Linked DNA regions of Sus scrofa: region 1 is linked to region 2. A link is a contact called in public HiChIP or PLAC-seq data. All regions are on one chromosome and are shown on one strand. Each heading gives the region's core, a stretch centred on a gene start, on an enhancer-like site or on the middle of the called end of the contact. The rest is flanking DNA. Distances are from core to core; before and after follow the strand shown.

Region 1 (6,666 bases), core at 91-2,590, 300 kb after region 2:
TGTTCTTTTAGCTGTATTATTAACACCCTGATGGACTTAAGATATGCCAATTTGGGGGTTTGTCTTACAACTTTCACCACCATAGGAGTTCACTCTGGGCACATAACGACATTCGGTTCCATTTTATTGATTTTTCACTCTAAAATTTTCTCCTCCAGCTGCCTGTGTTCCCCCTACTCTCCAATCTTCTGCTCCCTGATGGTCACTTGTCCTCTTTCCTTCATTCTTAAACTTACCAATTTCTGGACCCCTAACACCAAGTGATCTGAGACGTAGGCCCGTCCATTCAACCCTTCTCTCGTCCAAAAATATTTATTAGGCATGTATTAGTAGACACTGTTCTCCATGCCGGTCCATCACCTGCCCATCCCAGAAACTTCGGTCACAGCCACGTACAAATAACTGCAGACGGAAGAGAACCTGGGTTCCTCTGCAAACATCACAGCCTCCCTTGACAACGCAGCTTAAAGCAACGACCCAGATCATGGAGCAGAGCTTCCCTCGACGGCCAGACGTAGATTCATGTTCAGTGACACTATCAGAAAAACCCAAGAGCCACCTGCATGGGCTGGGAGCACATGCTCTCTCCCCTCCTCTGTCTGGTGTGACCAAGGGGCCAAAATACACTAAAAGCTCCTCAAGCGTAAGAATGTAATTCTGTACATCTTAGTGATGACAAAAGGTCTGTTTATCTAAACTTTACCTCTAGCTCATCAATGACCTCTGTAGGTGGCAGAGAGCTGGGTGTACAGGTCATTCCAGGTCCTGAGAGCACCTGAATCCTGGAGCAGGGTTTGGGGACCTTGTCTGGCCCCCTGGGTGAATCTGACAGGCAGCCAGATCTGGAAGCACTCCTTTAGTGGAGAGAACCGGGCTTTAGCATCAGGTAAACTGGGGGTTGAAAAGATTTCTTAATGCTCCCGGCTTACCCATCTAGGAAAGAGGGAGACTGCCTTGCAGGACTGTTGGGATGCTGCAGTGACTCCAGGCCACATGCCTGGCACACAGCGCAGGAGTTCAGAACAGGAGCTAGGATCGCTGGTACTGCCCTTACTAGATCACTATTATATAGGACTCTTCTAAAAATCTTTCTCTGAACTTACACTTCCTATGTGCGAGGCCAAAACCAGAAAGCAGTGTGTAAGCGTTTTGTCAATCGTGCCAGACTGGAACGAGACTGACTTCATGTGTCTCCACACGGCAGTCTTACACAGGCCGCCCTTTAAAACAAAAAGGGAAAACGCACTCGAGGTTTGGCTGCTGACTCACTACCACCTTGCCGCGCTTCCTGCCTCATCCGCACCCAGCTGGCCGCTCTTCCAGGAGGGCCACTCGCACTGGGCCGCTCTGCCCTTGATTACGTGGCCACCCAGCCCCTCCTCCAACAACAGGCTCACGACGCCACCGCCTCCGGTGCAGGCCACCCCTCCTCACTCCCACCTCGAGTTAATCTAATTCTGCGGGCACACCTGCTGCTCCATCCTCCCAGCAGCACACAGAGATGCTGCTCAGACATCCATCCTGCCATCTATGGGCCACCACTCCTCAAAAGTCTGCCACGTTAACAGAAATCCGCGCCAGGCCCCACGTTCTGCATGAGATGACCCGAAACTTTTCCCAATTTTTTTGCTCGTCCTCATATGGAAAAGACACAAGCCTTTCTCAGGTCAGGGGATAATTTCCCTTCCCTCTTAGTCTACTGTATCCACTAAGCCTAGTCCCCACCCAGACATCCTCTTCTGCATCCCACAGAAAGAGCTGGGTACCAACAACGCCTCCCACGGAGCCCATAACGGATGCTCTGACCCATAATATTTCACAAGCCCTAACGCACACAGGAAAGGCTGGGCTCTGCAAGCCACACAAAAGCGCTCATAAATTTCAGCCTGCTCTCATCATCCCCTCCGCCTCCTAAGGAACGAGGTAGAATACCACTTCAGACACAGGATTCTCATAAGAACCTTCCTTTTCAGTACTTTATCACAGCAACCTAATCAAGGGTCAAGACTATTATTCATGGTGAATTTTACTTTAGTTTCAAGCACATTTACTAACAGAGAGAAGGTAAACCTTCTTCAAATCTAGGAATAAACACCCAAAAATTTGCTATTAATCATTACAACACTGAGTCAGGGCTCTCACATGAGCAAAGCTAAGTCTACGAGCATCGATTCACTTCGCAATTCTGGGGTGCAGGAGTTCTCTCGTGGCATGGCAGGTTAAGGATCCAGAGTTGTCACTGCAGCAGCCTGAGTCACTGCTATGGCCCGGGTTTGATCCCTGGTCCAGGAACTTTCACATGCCGCTGACGTGTTGAAAACAAAACAAAATTCTGTAGCACAAAGACAAAGAAACATGCTGACTCCTCCAGACACAGGCGATACATTCATCTCTCCGACTTACTGATGTCTTCTTTCGAAAGACTCATCTAAATTAAGTGTATTTAAGCCCATGCTTGCCCACAACATTAAAATTCTTTTAATTCTCAAGTAGTAGTAAGGAAGAAACAAAAATTCAAAGAAGATTTCAAAAATGTAGGTTAGAAGAGCGGAGTCCAAACTGATTAGACATGCCCGTAAGGACAATTTCCTTTCTCAGAAGGACACTGTTCCCAAACTCCTACACTTCTTTCTCTGTCCCTCTCTGTCCCTCTCTCTGTCCCTCTCTCTGTGTCCGTGTCGCTTCTCAGACCCGTACGTACCCTGCGCATCATCCACACCACGGACAGTTTCCTCCTGGACCAGGAGGTGAGCCTGCCGGCCTCCCTGTGTTATCTGTCCACGTTCCACTTGAATCCAATTTCCTTGCATTACCTCTGCCCAGGTCAGGGATGAATGGCTGTCAAATTCCCAGAGGAATAAAAAGAAAAAACCCTTTCTTCCTGAGGCAGCAAGTTTCAATTCACAGAGCACATGGCTAATCTACATATGTGAAGGTCACGGCACTTCAGTCAAAGAGGTTAAGAATGGAGCAGCTCACGTAAGGGGTTGTCTTAAACATCTTGGCATGAGGCCCAACAAGTAAGATTGTTGAAAAGCAATAGATAGCTTCTGGCAGCAGCAAGGGGAAAAATATTTTGATCATGTGATGCCATACACACTACCTAGTTTATTTTGTGTGTGAAAGTTTGAGAGTCCCTAAAACATACCACAGATGCAAATCAAATCCAGATTTTAGCTTTACCAGTTTAGCCAGGCTAGTACACCTTCCTCTCCATAAAACGCATTTATATGAAATTTCTAGGTGCACTGAGAATTAAATTTCAACATACTGATGACCAGTTGGTTGATTACAACTTTCTTTGCGTTAGTTTTTCAAAGAGCCATGAAATACTGGGAAAAGGTTATTTACACTAAAACAAAACAAAAAAAAAAAAAAGCACATTTCCTTCAAGTTCTCAGAGTATAACTGTCTTAAATAAAATTCATCTTCTCCCTCCATTCCTCTCTTTCTTCACTAACAATATAACAATATGGAAAATTACTGGAACTTAGTGCCCAGTAAAAGACAATCACAAAACTGCTTTTCACATGCTATTTTTACTAATGAATTGTTGATTAAAATAAAACACAACTGCTTTAAAGTGCTCCTACCTCTGACAAACATCTCAATAGAGGATAAAGGACAAAGTCGTGCCACACACAATGGATACCAGGTGAGGGACCAGGGGGAGAAACCAAGACATTCACAAAGCATGCCTCTGCCTGCTGGCAGCCTGGCACAGCCCGAGCTGACGCTCCCCAGACAGATGAAAGGAAAGGGAGCTGGCACCCAAAGTGGGGGGACGGGAAGGGCTTCAAACCCAGCAACATCATAACAAACATTACTACAATTTTTAAAACTTTTCAACAGTTAACAATAATAAACTACTTGTTTAATATTATGGACAAAATTAATTAGAAGCAAAAGATCTATTTTACCAATCTGGAAATTGTCTGCCTACCACCAATTTCTTTCAATGCAAATTTAGATTGCTTATGAGGCCAGAGTTATTCTATCCATATTTTGAATTAAATGGAATGATAAGTAAAATAAAAATATCCCACAAACTATCTTTATTTTAATCACCAATATTCACTTAGCAATCTAAGGATATTGATCTATGCTAAACAATGAAACCACCACACTGTTGAACAATTTTCCAGAGTTCCCTGGCGACCTACCGGTTAAGAATGTGGTGTTCACTGCTGTGGCATGGGTTCAGACCTTGGCCTGGGAACTTTCACATGCCCCAGCTGCAGCCAAAAAAAAAAAAAAAAGATTTTCCGATTTTTCCGATATTCTCTGGATTACTTCTTATCTAGTACCTTGTCCCTACCCCCTACACCAAGGTCACTAAATGTTTGCTGATGATGGTGAATTTTTATGTTCTAATTATGAATTTTCCAAATTTATTTTTTCCTTGGTAGTAAAAAAAATTTGACTGTGAAAAAAAATTGAAAAACCACAGGAGACATTTTAGAAAGGTGATCAATTGCTCCATAAATACGCCTAAAGACTTGGCAAGGTAAGGACGTATCAGGCAACAGAAAACTGAAACTGTCTGGATTAGCTGCAGATATCAACCTACTTCTTCTGAGAGGAAAGTCTAACAGGTGAATTACGAGGTAAGGAGCACAGAGTCACACCGAAGTCATCCGGCCCCTCATTCCCGTCCCCCTCTCAGGACAGTTGCGCCACTCAGCTGTGTCTTCGGGGCTCCCAGAGGCAGAGCCACTTGGCCAGGGCCGCAGAGGTAGGAAGCGTCGGGCCTTCCCGGTTCCGTAACCTGCACACCTCCGGCTCGGGCCCGCGCCCCTGTTTCACCCCCAGGCCTCTTCACTCCGACCGACCGTCCGACGGTCCGCCGCCGGGGCTTGGCTTACTGGCCCGACGTGCACAGAGCCTTCTACACCTGCCCGGACCCAGGCCCGGCCTATCTGAGGCTCCCTCCTCCAGCCCGGACTGTTTACACTGCAGTGGGTGTCGGATCTATCCGCCCTTAGTCACCGCACCGGCAGGCAGTCAAGGGCCAAGGGCCCGGGATCCACCCGCCGCCCAACACAGTGCCGGGCACCCAGCAGGCGCTCCACAAACACCGGCCTGTGGTTCCAGCTCTCGCTTCGCTGACACTGATCCAGAGGCCCAGGGCCCTGACACTGTTCACCACAGTGAAGGGAAAGGAACTGAATGTTAAATCGTTCATAGTAGTGATACTATACAGTCATTTCTTCAGCCAAAAAATCGCCATAGGATAACCCCAAATACAATCCAAATTAAGATCACTTTCTCATCAATGTCACAGCACCCAAGAACAACCTCCACATACAATGACCTTCCACTTGACATAGTGAAACATAGAGTGACACCCATCAGGAAATCTGGGGTCTGGATACATTATCGTCTAAATACTTAGATGATGCACTTTGACGGATCTAGTCTTTCTGCAGAGAACTGCAGAAGAATAATGCAGCCATTTATTTTAATTTCCACTTTGTAAAACACCAGGAGTCTATGATAATTCACCAGGGGAAATTATGGATCATATGTTGTATTTACTCTTTGTATCTTAAGCACCAAGTGGTGCTCAGTAAGTATTTGTTCATAATAGAATTAAATTTTGTCCCTGATACTTTAAAAAATGTCACCATAAAAAAGAAAAACCATTCTTCTCTACTCACATGAGGCAGGCAGGCCCTCAGCATTCCCTGTTTTGACTGTCTGAAAGCAGCCTTCAACTTCCACGATATGTAAATTATAATCCTGCGAAGGACCAAATCTGAACCATATATTCAGTGAAGTTGAAGCAGATACAGAAGCAAGTTACTGAAGTAAAGAGAGACCAAAGTCCATCACCCAGAATCTCAACGACGCCTAGTTTTATATTTTTGAAACTTGGTTCCTTTGCAAAAAGTACTTCTCCTAAAAAGCCAGTCATTTTTGCAGATCGTGACAGTGGGAAAGGTCTAAGAGGCAGAAGAAAGGAATGACTCTTGGCCAGAGAAGAGAACTTACTAATATACAGGATGGAACACTGAATGGGGAAGTGGCTTGGATCCAATGGCATCAGTCCACCGTAGGCAATCTTGGTAAACCAAAACCAATTCATGTAGCTGTTTACAAAACTCCCAATCAGTACAGAGCTACATTTTGTGAGGGAAATTACACTGGAATTCACAAGCTCTGTATATTTGCACAGGTCTCAGTTGATATTCTCTGAACAAGTCTCGGATCTAGTGTAGTTTAATAAGATATCCAGTGGTGCATAGCTGATTAGTCAGTATTTTTTTTTTTTTAATTCAAAGCAGCACATAATTTGGTAGCTGGGAGGGACCAGGGGTCACTAACTGATGGAGGCAGGGGCTTCTCCTCAACTACATCCTGAGTGGGCAAGACAGGCAGAGAACAAGAACCCAGGCCCCCTTCATTACACCAGTGGGCAGACAGATGCCACGTCAGGATGCCACAGGACCTGCCACACCAGCCCCAGTGATAATCCGGCCCAGCAGGCAACAGAACAGATAAGGAGACTGAGCCCGTCGATGTCAGAGAAAACAGGCACTGAAGCCTATAAATGAATCAAGGTCTGACCATCTCCAAGCCCACAATCTTTCCATTACATCAGGGTGTCTTGCAATGTATTCTTATTCTCTCATAAATCCTCATAATCACAGAAATTAATATACA
Region 2 (6,575 bases), core at 2,817-5,316:
ACGGAAGCTCGGTCCACAGGCATTTCTGTGCTGCTTCTGGATGCAAGATGCGGGAGGAAAAGACACACAGTTTGGGAGTTTACTGGGATTTGAAGGAAATGGCACAGTATACACAAACTCAGGACCAAGAGGAAAAACACTGGCATTGTAGACAACATTTAGATATGGAACGAGGTGTCGATTTATGTACTACGATACTATACTATTTTCTCAAAGCACTTAAAAATTCACTGCCCACTTACAAAATTACACTTAATAATGAGAGCTTATTTTTGTGATACAACTTAAGGCTTCCTGGGCATAAAAGGACTTTTAATAGTAATATGACAGGAAGCTAAAGCATTATATTATGCTGAAAAACTTAAAAGAAACCCAAGACTTCTCACTGAGACCTCTATGCTTTAAAAGGTAGAGCCGACGCTTTATTGCTTTTATTAAAGGTACTGGAGCAGCCGAGGCGGGGAGGCGGCCGTGATGCTGCCTCTTAGGGGGTCTGCCCCTTAGGGGCGAAGGATGGCCGGGGACACGGCCTGGCCTCGGCAAAGCAACTCTCTCGGGGGGGCTGCAGACGTCCCGGTGGGCGAGCCGAAGTCTTTGTTATCTACTCTTTATTTCAGATTTTAAGTAAATGGTCAGCAAGTATGCTTTTGAAAAGTATCTTTTTCATGAACAGACTCCTTTCTTTATCTTCTCCTACTTGTCACTTTCAAATATCTGGAGCCTATTATTCATGTGCTGCTGAAGCCCAAATTCCGATCACTAGCTAATACTTCACACTCCATGTCTGTCTAGCCAATGCTGACAACGGCTACTTGGCGAAATGGGAATACATCTGGGTGATGACAAAATGTTTTTAATTGGCCATTTTTGTATAGGATATGGTTAGTTATTAATAACAGATATTAGGAGTTCCTGTCGTGGCTCAGTGGTTAACGAATCTGACTAGGAACCATGAGGTTGCGGATTCAAGCCCTAGCCTTGCTTAGTGGGTTACGGATCCAGCATTGCCGTGAGCCGTGGTGTAGGTTGCAGACACAGCTCGGATCTGGCGTTGCTGTGGCTGTGGTGTAGGCTGGCGGCTACAGCTCCGATTTGACCCCTAGCCTGGGAACCTCCGTATGCCGCGGGAGCAGCCCTAGAAATGGCAAAAAGACAAAGAAAAAAATAATAATAATAGATATCAAAAACGATGAGATAATGAAAAAATTGGGTATCAGACAATCTCAGAATTTTACTACATTATTCATGTCACACAGTTTCTATGTGTGATGGATTAGAATCAGGCAGGATCTATCTATGCAGAGGTCTGATGTAAACTGCAAAATCCTGAGACCCCTATTTCAGGTTCTGTTTTTGAGGAAAAGTAGAATCATAGTGGAATCTCTTTCAGGAGGGAGGGAAACAGAATGAACCTATAAACTGAGACAAAGAGGCAGAAAGATGGCTCCCAGCCTATAGGAGGAAAGGTTATATTAGTAATCAATTTTATTTATTTTTAATTTTTCTTTTTAGAGCTGCACCCATGGCTCACAGAAGTTCCCAGGCTAGGGGTTGAATCAGAGCTGCAGCTGCCGGCCTACACCACAGCCACAGTAATGCAGGATCCAAACCCCATCTGTGACTTATGCTGCAGCTCACAGTAACACCGGATACTTAACCCACTGAGTGAGGCCAAGGATTGAACCTGCATCCTCATGGATACTAGCCAGGTTCATAACTCTCTGAACCACAGTGGGAACTCTCTATAGGTAATCAATTTTAGAATTTTCTTTTTTTGAATTCCTTTTTATTCCATGAGAACTGTGTCTTTAATTTGGCCAACATTTACTGAGTGCCTCTTTCTTGCCAGGCTCTGTTCTTGGTACAATGCTAACTGCCCTCAAGAGGGTACCAGGCTAGCTGGAGGACCTGGGAGGGAATGCAGGACTCTCTCTGACGTGGAGGGATTGTTATGACTTTGCAAAGAGAAAGACACTGGAATTGGGTCTTGTAGGATATAGGTAGGAGTTTGCCAGCTGGAAAAGGTCAGGATGGATATTCCTTGCAAAAGGAATTCAGCTCTAGGTCCAAAGATATGACACATTCACAGTTAACAGTATTGAAACAGGGAATATAAACTAGTTCTGTCTGTCCACTTTGAATAAAAAGCAATGATATAACATTAAAAAAAACTATACACTAGGGTTCCACTCTTTAAAAATACATATCTTTGCTTTTTTTTTCCAAGTAGAATTTAAATTACATTCTTAGACTTCCTTTGTGGTGCAGCAGGTTAAAGATCTAGTACTGTCACTGCAGTGGCTTGGGTCGCTGCTGTAGCATGAGTTCAATACCTGACCCAGGAACTTCCACATGCTGAGGGCACCCCCCCCACCCCCCAAATTATACAATTCTTGGATTTTGTGTGAAACAGACTTAAGGAACAATTGTGAAAACAAGGGATTTTATTACTAACTGAATTAGGCCTGAGAATATCAGTTATTTTAGCACAACAATTTTTTCCCTGGGATGTTACAATTTCAGTTGAATCAGAACCTCTTCACAGAAAGGTTAAAAAATAAAAATAAAAAAGGCAGTAAGCTGTGCTACCCTAAAAAAAAAAAAGAGAGAGAGCTACTTTTCCCCCTAGGCTTTTCTATGACCAAAACATACATGACCATAACTGGGAATATTAGCTTCCTTTTAAAATGTGCCCAATGTGGCACAGTGATAACGAATCTGACTAGGATCCATGAGGTTGTGGGTTCGATCCCTGGCCTTCACTCAGTGGGTTAAGGATCCGGCATTGCCGTGAGCTGTGGTGTAGGTCGCAGATGCAGCTTGGATCTGGCGTTGCTGTGGCTGTGGTGTAGGTCGGTGGCTACAGCTCTGATTGGGGAACCTCCATATGCTGAGGGAGCGGCCCTAAAAAAAGACAAAAGACAAAAAATTAAAAATCAAAATAAAATAAAATATGCCCTCAGAATACTGTGAAGAAGTGTTAGGATGTAATGGCTACAGCTGCTATCTTCCAGGTTCTAGAAACACTTTCTTTGCATTGCTCCTGAAACACCACACCCTCAGGGGTTTCCCTACTGGCTATTCCCCTTCCTCTTCCTGGTCTCTACATCTCTGAGCGCCCTGGGTCCGTCCTCAGAAGTCTCCTCTCAGTATTTCTTGACCTTGGCCACATGTACCAAGCACGTGGAGAGCTTCATAGAAATGTCCTGTCGAGGATTCCAGTCAGACCAATTAAGTCAGCATGTCTGGGGACTGGCCTGGCACCAGCCTCTCCCAGGATGTGTGGTGTAGCCAGAGTGGAGAATCACTGACCTTCCCTCGTTCCAAGGACAGTAACGTGAGCATCAGCTGGGAACTGGGTGGAAGTGCAAATCCTCCCGCTTCCCCCCGAACCCACTGCATCAGAAACCGGCTGTGGGGTCCAGTCTGTGCGCCCACACATCCTTCAGCTGGTTGTGATGCAGGCTAGGTGCCCGAGGTGACTCATCTAGGGCCCTAATGACTCACCAACTTCTCTCCAGCCTAGATCTCCACTCTGGATCCAGAGTCTGGGTGTGACCAGCTGCCTAGTCAAAATCTCCCTCTGGTCGCTTATCACGCCTCTCAAATGTAACGTCTTCAGAACCAAACTTTAGATTCCCCTTCGAAAACGTGTTCCTTCCTTTGTCTTTCACTGTACAGAACCGCCATTTACCAAGCAATCGCTTGGGCCGAAAACCTTCTGGCCCCACCACTGCTACCCACACACCCGGCCGTGACCGCGCCTCCTGAGGCTGCTGCAGGAGCCTGGCTGCTTCCACCCCGCCCCGTCGACAGCCCACTGGGCAGCCACAGGATCCTTTTAGAGCCCGCCCTGGATCGTGCCATTCTCTGCGCTCCTACCATCACACTTAAATTCCTAAATCCAGTCAGAACCTAAAGAGCCCTAAAGAGAGTCATAACCTAAAGAGAGTCAAAACCTAAAGGCTTTGGGTTACCCTCTAATCTAACTGCCTACCCTTTCTGTTCCACTACGCTCTGGCCCCAGCCCCGCACAGCAAACACGTTACAGACTCAGGGCCTCTGCACTTGGATAAGCTCGCTCCCAGCTAGTCACGTGGCTTCCTTCTGACAATGATTCACTGAGCTGCTGGTCCCACCGCAATTTTATGAATTTGTCTAGTAACTGCCATCTAAAGAAGGAACTTGGTTCCACCCCCCCATCCCGAAGTTATATACCTATTTGCTAATTTCCTGTCTCTCTTATTAGAATTTAAGTTTCATGAGGACAGGTCCCTTTGTCATTTGTGTGTCGTGTATTTTCCCCAGTTCCCAGAAACGTGCCCACAGCAGTGAATGCATTCAGCACTTTGCCGAATGAATGAATGAAAGAAGAAAATGGGTAATTGGGCTACCTGGCCTTCTCAGGATATCACCTGATTTAACCAACAGCAACAGTACAACATGCTACTTAAAAAAAGATTCAGTGACCTCATCCACGTGGCATCCTCAGCAAGGTCACATTCTTGGCATCCAGCTATATGCATTTAATGTAGTTTGCAAGTACAAACTCCGATGTCACTTTCTGTTTGGAAGGGAGAATATCAACATTAACAGTCCTTGGTTATATCATTTATAAACATGCAGATGTGGATTATTAAAGATTAATGCATTTTAGGATTGGTGTCGGCATTCCGTTTGTCTCTTGCCGAAACCAATTCTGTTCTTCATTAGTCAATGACAACCCGTATCACCCTGTTAAGGAAGAGAAATCAAAGGTGCAGGAGTGTGAATTGAGAATAAGTGATGAAACTGATTAGTAAGAGTCTTAAAGGCTATAATCAATCAACACATCATAATAATCCTGGCTCCAGGGTTATCGGAAGATAGGGAAATAAACATGACACTCCCTATAACATGGTTTGGTTCCTTTCACAACTACTATTTCTTCCCTTTAGAAAATACAGTAACACTCATTAGAAGTTTGTGGAGCCAACCTCAGGAATATCCCCACTGTAAGAACTATTCATTATCACCGCTTTCCAAAATGATTTGTGAAACTTTTACTTCTAGGCTAAAATTAGTTCCTAAAAGCGTTTGTGCTGCCCTCTCCTGCCCCCCATTCCTCATTTCCAGGCAAGACAAGAAAATAGAGCAGGTCACTACCAGTGGTGCTCAAGAAGCAACACCACTCAGTAAAGCACAAGTTGAGAGCGGTGACAGTCTACTCAGCCCAAGAAATGAAAACAAACAGTAAACAAAGCATCCAAGTGCTTCTTCAGTGAATAATGTAAAACAACAACAACAACAACAAAACAAAAAAACCCAAACAAACCCAAACACACACCCGAAAGCCCTGGAGAAGTGGGAGTGGACTGCTGGGTCCCCTATGTCAGCACACTAGTCACAGGTGATCTTACAGAGGGAACAGGGACAGACAGCTGGTGACATGGGCTTTCCTATATTTTCCTACGCAGAAGATCAAAGAAAGGGAATGAGGAGTTCCCGTCGTGGCGCAGTGGTTAACGAATCCGACTAGGAACCATGAGGTTGCGGGTTCGGTCCCTGCCCTTGCTCAGTGGGTTAACGATCCGGCGTTGCCGTGAGCTGTGGCGTAGGTTGCAGACGCGGCTCGGATCCCGCGTTGCTGTGGCTCTGGCGTAGGCCTACGGCTACAGCTCCGATTCAACCCCTAGCCTGGGAACCTCCATATGCCGCGGGAGCGGCCCAAAGAAATAGCAAAAAAAAAGACAAAAAAAGACAAAAAAAAAAAAAAAAAAAAAAAAAAAAAAAGAAAGGGAATGAGAAATGAGAGGAGAGTTTAGCCTGAATTGTACGACTTAATTTTAACTAAGAGGGGGCACAAAACCAAGTGGAACTGTGTATTTTCAGTCCTAATAAACCCGAATGCTCCCACTTCTGAGCGTGAGAGGAGAAAAGGCTGGCTTTGAAATGTGTTGGGGTGGAGGAACCGGAACGATTTCTGCTTTGGGAAAAGAAGGAGAACTATTCAGTTCCCAATTATCAGAATATCTGACCTGGGTCAGGAGGGACCTCTAGAGGGCAGAGGAACTAAGAACCTCAGAGCAGCTGCTTTGAGTGCAAGATCTGGCCTCTGGTCAGCAATAGGGAACCTGCCCTTTAGAAACCAAAGGAGAACATTCATGACCAAGGTACAGCCAGATCCTGGCCTGAATTTTAAATCAGCATCTTAAAGGGGGAAGCTCTAATAACCAGTAACAAGCCACAGTGCTGTAACGGCATCTCTCTACAAGACAAAATATATTGTTGCTTTATCTTAAGTGTTGCTAGGCATCATTTGGAACGAGTCTGAAATTACTGTTTTGTATAACATACAAATATTTTACTTTGTAAGGGAAAAAAATGAAAAGGACTGGCTGAAGTTCTCTTTGGTTTGGAGAACTGCTGAATCCATGTTTTCTGGGCTGCCACAGATGAAAAACACAGATATATCAATGGCATTTTGTGTTGAAGAATTTTTTTTTCCCCCTGCTCAGCTTGCCAATAAGCAGCATGCATCTTCTTTGCAACAAGCTGTTGCAGGATTTCTGCTTTGAGAGAAGCCAAAAAGCAAC

Evidence for each region. HiChIP or PLAC-seq counts read pairs in DNA pulled down with a chosen protein or histone mark.
Region 1: an H3K27ac HiChIP or PLAC-seq map of alveolar macrophages shows a contact between it and region 2. The contact joins two enhancer-like sites. A contact is called at or near these places in 2 of 2 datasets of contacts at active chromatin or transcription factors (alveolar macrophages and skeletal muscle).

The regions. Positions count from the first base shown.
Region 1 is chr1:10,210,766-10,217,431 of Sscrofa11.1, forward strand. All of the region lies in intron 1 of ARID1B (AT-rich interactive domain-containing protein 1B), which reads right to left. Among named protein-coding and RNA genes, the nearest start is that of ARID1B, 13 kb to the right of the region's middle. Within about 2 kb of position 1,341, at least 15 of the 83 cell types and tissues checked have an H3K27ac peak or open chromatin away from gene starts, as enhancers often do. A contact at or near this core is called in alveolar macrophages, where this site is marked.
Region 2 is chr1:9,908,870-9,915,444 of Sscrofa11.1, forward strand. All of the region lies in intron 5 of ARID1B (AT-rich interactive domain-containing protein 1B), which reads right to left. Among named protein-coding and RNA genes, the nearest start is that of TMEM242, 240 kb to the left of the region's middle. Within about 2 kb of position 4,067, at least 5 of the 83 cell types and tissues checked have an H3K27ac peak or open chromatin away from gene starts, as enhancers often do. A contact at or near this core is called in alveolar macrophages, where this site is marked.